Regions from separate parts of the Mus musculus genome. Here region 1 is linked to region 2. The links are chromatin contacts, called in public HiChIP or PLAC-seq maps. All regions are on one chromosome and are shown on one strand. The core of a region is the stretch at or near the end of the contact, and the rest is flanking DNA. Distances in the headings are between cores, read along the strand shown. Region 1 has its middle 12 kb from the start of Nfam1. Region 2 overlaps Srebf2 (sterol regulatory element binding factor 2).

Evidence for each region. HiChIP or PLAC-seq counts read pairs in DNA pulled down with a chosen protein or histone mark.
Region 1: a contact with region 2 is called in an H3K27ac HiChIP or PLAC-seq map of embryonic stem cells, with 4 times the contacts expected there. The contact joins two enhancer-like sites. A contact is called at or near these places in 2 of 115 datasets of contacts at active chromatin or transcription factors (both in embryonic stem cells) and 1 of 9 other capture datasets (embryonic stem cells).

Annotation. Positions count from the first base shown.
Region 1 is chr15:83,043,758-83,046,933 of GRCm38.p6, reverse strand. No RefSeq gene overlaps it. Among named protein-coding and RNA genes, the nearest start is that of Nfam1, 12 kb to the right of the region's middle. Within about 2 kb of position 1,258, at least 6 of the 459 cell types and tissues checked have an H3K27ac peak or open chromatin away from gene starts, as enhancers often do. A contact at or near this core is called in embryonic stem cells, where this site is marked.
Region 2 is chr15:82,186,795-82,189,656 of GRCm38.p6, reverse strand. The region is part of intron 11 of Srebf2 (sterol regulatory element binding factor 2); the gene reads right to left. Among named protein-coding and RNA genes, the nearest start is that of Mir33, 9.9 kb to the left of the region's middle. Within about 2 kb of position 1,591, at least 43 of the 459 cell types and tissues checked have an H3K27ac peak or open chromatin away from gene starts, as enhancers often do. A contact at or near this core is called in embryonic stem cells, where this site is marked.

The DNA.
Region 1 (3,176 bases), core at 9-2,508, 860 kb before region 2:
TTGTCCGGGAATTCTAAGCCCCTTCACTCCACCTGAGGAATGTCACGAAGCTTCAATTAGGTTAAAGGATCAATTTCCTTTTTCCTGATAAAACCTGTGCAGTAGCACCTGAGATTCCTGAAATGCTTCCCCATGCTGATGAGGCATGAGAAGCCATCAGCCAATGACCTTTGCACACCTGGATGTCTCTGCTCTCAGTCGCCCACATTTTATAAGCCTTCAATCCCCCTAAGTAAAGTTGATCTGCCTCCTGACTGCAGGTCCCAGTGTGGATTATCCACTGTGTGGACTCCAGGACTTCTGAAGCCAGGGTTCCACATCTCTGCTCCCAATGCCCTGCTGGACCATATAGGCCAATGATCCATGAAAGCAGGGAGACTCACATGCTTGCAGTGCCCTAGGAGGCCAGAAGGGGGCACCAGAGTCTCAGGAGCTGGAGTTACAGGCAGGCACTGCCTGACCTAGGTGCTGGGAACTGAACTCCAGCAAGTGCCCCTAACCACTGAACCATCTCTCGGGCTCAGTATTTTCTTTTGGGAATTTTACGAGTGAGTATTATTACGTCATTTCCTCCCCTTCCTCCTCTCATTCCTCAAGGCCTACATTTTCATCCCCAGAACAGGAAGTGAGGGGAAGAACAGACAGAAGAAAGTTTGGACACATTTGATTTTTAAGGGTATTACGCTCAGTTTCATCGCTCTGACTCTTTTGATATTTTCTCTTTTTAACCAGAGAAGGGCTGACCTATGGACAAGTGCTCCTAGTGCAAAGCCAGGCATGTACGGAATAAACCTGCTACTGTAGGGTCAGAAGCCCTGCCATGAAGGTGAATAAGCTGAAGGTATCTACTGCCAAGATTTTTTTTCATCAAGTAATATATCTTAAAGGACTTAGTCTGTAACACTGGCTAGCCTAAAACTTGCTATGTAGCCCAGGCTGGCCTAGAATGAGTAGCAATCCTGTCTCAGCCTCTCAAGTGCTGGGATTGTAGTCATGAGTCCTTTTGGAGGGCTTGCTTCCAGCATCTTCCTCCTGCAGATCTTAGCTTAGGAAGGGGCTGTTCCAACATGGCTTCTGGGGTGTTTGAAATCAATGGTTGAAAAGGTCATCTTAAGAACTCTGGAAAGGTCATGAAACACTTGCCCCTACGGAAGGAAGGAAGAGGCTAATTAACATTTCTCAGACAACAGGGTGGAACCAACCTGTGAGTAGGGACACATTCCGTAGAACGGGCCATTGCCCGCCTTCAGACAAGGGAAGTCCTTGTCACCTCATTCCCTAAAGACCAATCAGTTTAAAGGGTGCACTGTTCCGCCAATCATATTGTGCCTAGTTGCTGATGCTCTATTCTGCCCCTGGAAACCATGTGAAAACTTGCCGACTGGGTACTGGGGTTCGCTGCCTCTCCTTCAGGTCTGGGACAACCCCAGTGCACTGGAACAATAAATTCCTCTTGCTTTTTGCATCGATCCCAGCTCCACGTGGTTCACTCAGGGGGTCCTCAGTAAGCTAAGGCTCCCCGGAGTCTTACAGTCTTAGTCTTACTGAGCACGTGGCTTTATATCTGGAATCACAAAGCACTGAAAATATTGAAGCCGGAGGAGCACGGTGAGTTCACGGCCAGCCTCAATTAGAGGGAGATCTTATCTCATAAAACAAATGAACAAATTCAATAAAAGAAAACACTTGCCTTGATGACCGCCCCCCCTCACCCTCCCATCCACCCCCCCAGGAGGCTCTACCTTCCTTCTGATTTTCTCTCTCTTTTTTTTTTTTTTTTACTTTTGGTATTGGTGTGAAGCAGGTATCTTGTACTTGTTAGGCAAGTGCTCTGCGGCTGACTGAGCTGTGTGGTGGCCCTCACATGGTCTCTATTCAGCTTGTTAATTCCCAAGACTTCCAAAACCAGTGCTCTAAAGGTAGTGTCTTAAATTAGAGTTTGGGCCGAGGGGCACCGCAGCTCAGCTGGAAGCCTGAAGGTTCCGGGCAAGGATCCTCCCCACCCTACTCTAGCGTCCAGGGGCCATGGGCATTTTATTTTATGTTTGTGTGTATGGCCTGTTTGCCTGCTTAAATGTCCCTGTATGATTGCCTGGTGCTCCTAGAGAGCAGAAACGGATGTTGTATCTCCTAGGACTGTTGTTACAGACAGTTGTAAGCTGAGAATCGATTCTGGATGCTCCGCAAGAGCAGTGCTCTTCATTGTTGAGTCATCGTTCCACCCACCGAGCACCCTTGAGGACTCCAGTTCCCTACCTGTGGGTGCCCTGGGGGTGCTACCAAATCCTCTGCTCTTCCCAGGCGGCCACGGGGCACTTCACTCTTGTGTGTGTGAGTGTGTGTGTGTGTTCTTGAGATAAAAGGTTTTTGTTTTGTTTTGTTTTACTGTACTTGGGGGGTTAGGAACATGAAGAAAGCAGTTGAGTAGCAAAACAAGCTGGACCAGCCCCTGGCTGGCCTCTGTGGTCACCATCACACTATTCCCTCCCCTGTCTGTCGGTTCATTCTCCAGGCCTTGCCTGGGGCAGGTGAGCTAGAACAGCCCCTAAGCAGAGGGTCACAGCTTGCCATTCCTCATAAGGTCCATGGCGCCCGCCCACTCTCTTCTCCCAACCGTTTCACTCATGTCTTTCTGCTGTGTCGGGCCTGCCCAGCAAACTTCTTCCCCACGCCCCAACAATGGCGGCTTGCTTTTCCTGCCCTCCCCCAACTTTCTGGTTCTTTTGCTTGCCAGATTGTCCTTAGCCTGCTTGCTGTCCTGCCGCCATCTGCACAAGGCCAGACACTTTTTTCCCACTGTAGACAGCCATGCAGGACCTGGCAGTAGAACTGGACCCCTCCTGAGTTAGCCATCCTGCCGGGCTCCGGCACTAGCTGCCCTACACTGACCTGAGTGGGGCCAGCCACCCACTGGCTCAAAGGCCATCAACTGGCCTGGGAAAAATCACTTAGCTTCCTTATCCATGGGGATGGCAGGGAACCTTCAAATAGAAAGGACTGGGTGCTGAGGTCACACATCTTTCCCAAAGAGCAAGCAAGCCAGATCTCACACGAAAGGTCTAGGCTCTCAGTGTCCACAGAGGCAAAAAGTAACAAAGGTTATGGAATTCCCTAAGGTGGGATACAGTTCTGGATTCTCTGTCTTTCTCTGCCTGCCTCTGTCTCTCTCTCCCTCC
Region 2 (2,862 bases), core at 342-2,841:
ATACCCAATACCTAAGAACCTGTGACCTGCTATGACCTTCAAAGTGCTCACCGAGCTCCTCGGCGGTGGGACAACACAGGCTGTGTGTGTGTGTGTGTGTGTGTGTGTGTGTGTGTGTGTATACATGTGTAATTCCAGGGCTTCGTGTACCCAGAATCTTCTAATAATTGAGTCCAACCCTCTCCAGGTCATAGGCCTGGTTAGCAAGGAAATATGGTGACTGTTCCAAGGAAAAATAAGGAGTGCTGGCCTCTGTAGGGATCCAAGGGTGATACAGAGAGGTACAAAGGAAGCCTTTCAGGTCCTATGGCAAGAACCCACTGAAGCCATTTAGGAAATTATTAGGTTAAAATATATTTTTAACCTGAGCTCTTTTATTTCAAACATTGAAATCATGGTCTAGACATTAAGAACAACAACAACAAGAGCAACAACAAAAAACCCCTTGGAGACAGCATCTCATTTTGTAGCTCTAGCTGTCCTTGAACTCAGAGATCCAACTGCTCCTGCCTCCTGAATCCTGGGATTAAAAGCATGGCCTCCATGCCTGGTCTGACATTAAATTAAAACATTCTGTGTGTTTGTGCACCATGAATGCAGTACCCACAGAGCCCAGAAGAGGGTGTCAAGAGTCCCTGGAGTCTAAACTTTAAGAAGCATTAGCTGACATGAAGTCTCCCCTTAATGGTTTGAACTAATAAGAAACATAAATCCAAGACAGGCAGCACAACTATAAAGGCTTCTGTATAGGAAACTGAGAATAATTTTTATTGCTCTTTTAATTTTCTTGGCTTTATACTCCAATTATAATACTCCCAGTTTAAAGAAAAAAATACTTTCCCTCTAAATTTTGGAGACACCAGACCTCTCTGAGCTACAGGAGCCTCTCCTGTAGCTCATCTGCTAACTGCCTGGCATGAGAGGCGAGGCAGCTGCCCAGGACTGCTTAGCTCTCGAGAGCTGCCCAGTGTGCCTGGACTGGCTCCAGCCCTCCGTTACAGCTGGCGACTGTGTGCCACGAACCCTAAGTGGCACAGGGAACGCTCACGGGAGCCAAGTGGTACCTGCAATTCCTGCTCTAAGCATGGATACCGGACATCATGTAGACAGATGAAACACAACAGACCGAGGTGCTTCGAGATGCAAAAGCCAGACTACATTACCTTCCTTTAAATAACATTGTATTTTGTGTAAAGCTAATAAGTTTTAGGAAGCTATTTTTTTTGACTGTTTTGTCTTGTTCTAAAAAGCAATTAGCATGTGGAAACCAGCGTGAAACAGGGAATGGGGTGCTGTGTCCAGTTTGAGTCTAAGCCATGGTGGTACATGTCTATGACAGCTACACTTAAGAGGTGGAGGCAAGGTGAGTGTGGTGGCCCACCCCTTTAATCCCAGCACTTGGGAAGCAGAGGCAGGTGGGTGGGTCTCTGTGAGTTTGAGGTGAGCCTGATGTAGGTAGTGAATTCAAGGACCATCAAGGCTAGCTAGAGAGATGCTGTGTGAAAACCAGACCAAACCAGATCAAACCAAACCAGACCAAACCAAAAAGCTAAGGCCAAGGGCTGGAGATGACTCAGCAGTCAAAAGCACTGGGTGATGCTCTTTCAGAGGATGCAAAAGGAGGCTCACAGGCTTGTATGTGGTGCAGCATCTATGCCGACAGAGCACCCAGACACACAAACAAAAGTAAATCTTAAAAATCTGCCTCAAAGGCCTAAAAAAATAAAAGCATTGTCTCCTCTTTCAAACTGCATGTCTGATCGCTCCACAAGCTACTAAACTAATTAAGACATAAATACTTCGTAGGTTACTGGAACCACTAACAACTAAACAAACAGAACCAAAACGCCAGCTCTTTGCCTCTTTTTTTTTTCCTTTCCTTTCCCCCCACACGCCCCCCTCCCCCCAAGGTTTCTCTGTGTAGTACTGGCTATCCTGAAGCTCGCTCTATAGATCAGGCTGGCCTTGAATTCAGAGACCCACCTGCCTCCCTGGCCTGTCTGCAACTCTTTTTTTTCTTTTTCAATTTTTATTTAAATGTATGAGTGCTCTGCTGCATATACATCCACAGGCCAGAAGAGGGCGTCAGGCCCCATTACAGATGGTTGTGAGTCACCATGTGGGTGCTGGGAATTGAACTCAGGATCTCTGGGAGAGCAGACAGGGTTCGTAACTGCTGAGCCATCTCTCCAGCCCCTTGTCTGCAACTCTTAACCCAGCTGCTCCAAAAGGGAGTGGACAGAAAGGGGCAGGCACAACAGATGCCCGCCACTGTTTGCCACCTTACTGGCAGTGCACACTGGGCAACCCTGCTAAAGTCTCAGGTGTTTACCCCTTTGCCCCAGCAGAGCCATCACTAGACACTTAGAATGAGGGTGTGTTCACAGCGGTGGGTGACAATTAAAAACATTTCCTTTCTGCAGTGGTTTGTAGCAAATACAGGAAGTGCTCCTAACAGCCTCACGTGAGTGCCAGCCACCTCTGCAAAACAAGATGCCCAAGATCTCTCGCTAGGTTAAAAAACTGAAGGGAAAACCAAGGTTTAAGGTCTAAGCAGCCACCTGGAGTGGATGAGGCATCTGTCCTATGTGCTGGAGGACTGCCAGGGAACTACATATGAAACTGCTGAGTATAGATGAGGCACACAACGCCTTCGGGGGGAGCTGCAGGCAAGGGTGATTTTCTTTCCTTCCTGCTTTGTGATAAGGTCTGCCATGTTGCCCAGATTAGCTTTGGACTTACTTCTAGGCACAAGGGATCTTCCTGCTGCAACCTCCCAAATTCAACAAGGTGTGCCCCAGTCACCAGCTTTTAGAGCCACCTCAGTGGAGCCATCTCCCTGAACCTCAGCCCGTGTGCTGA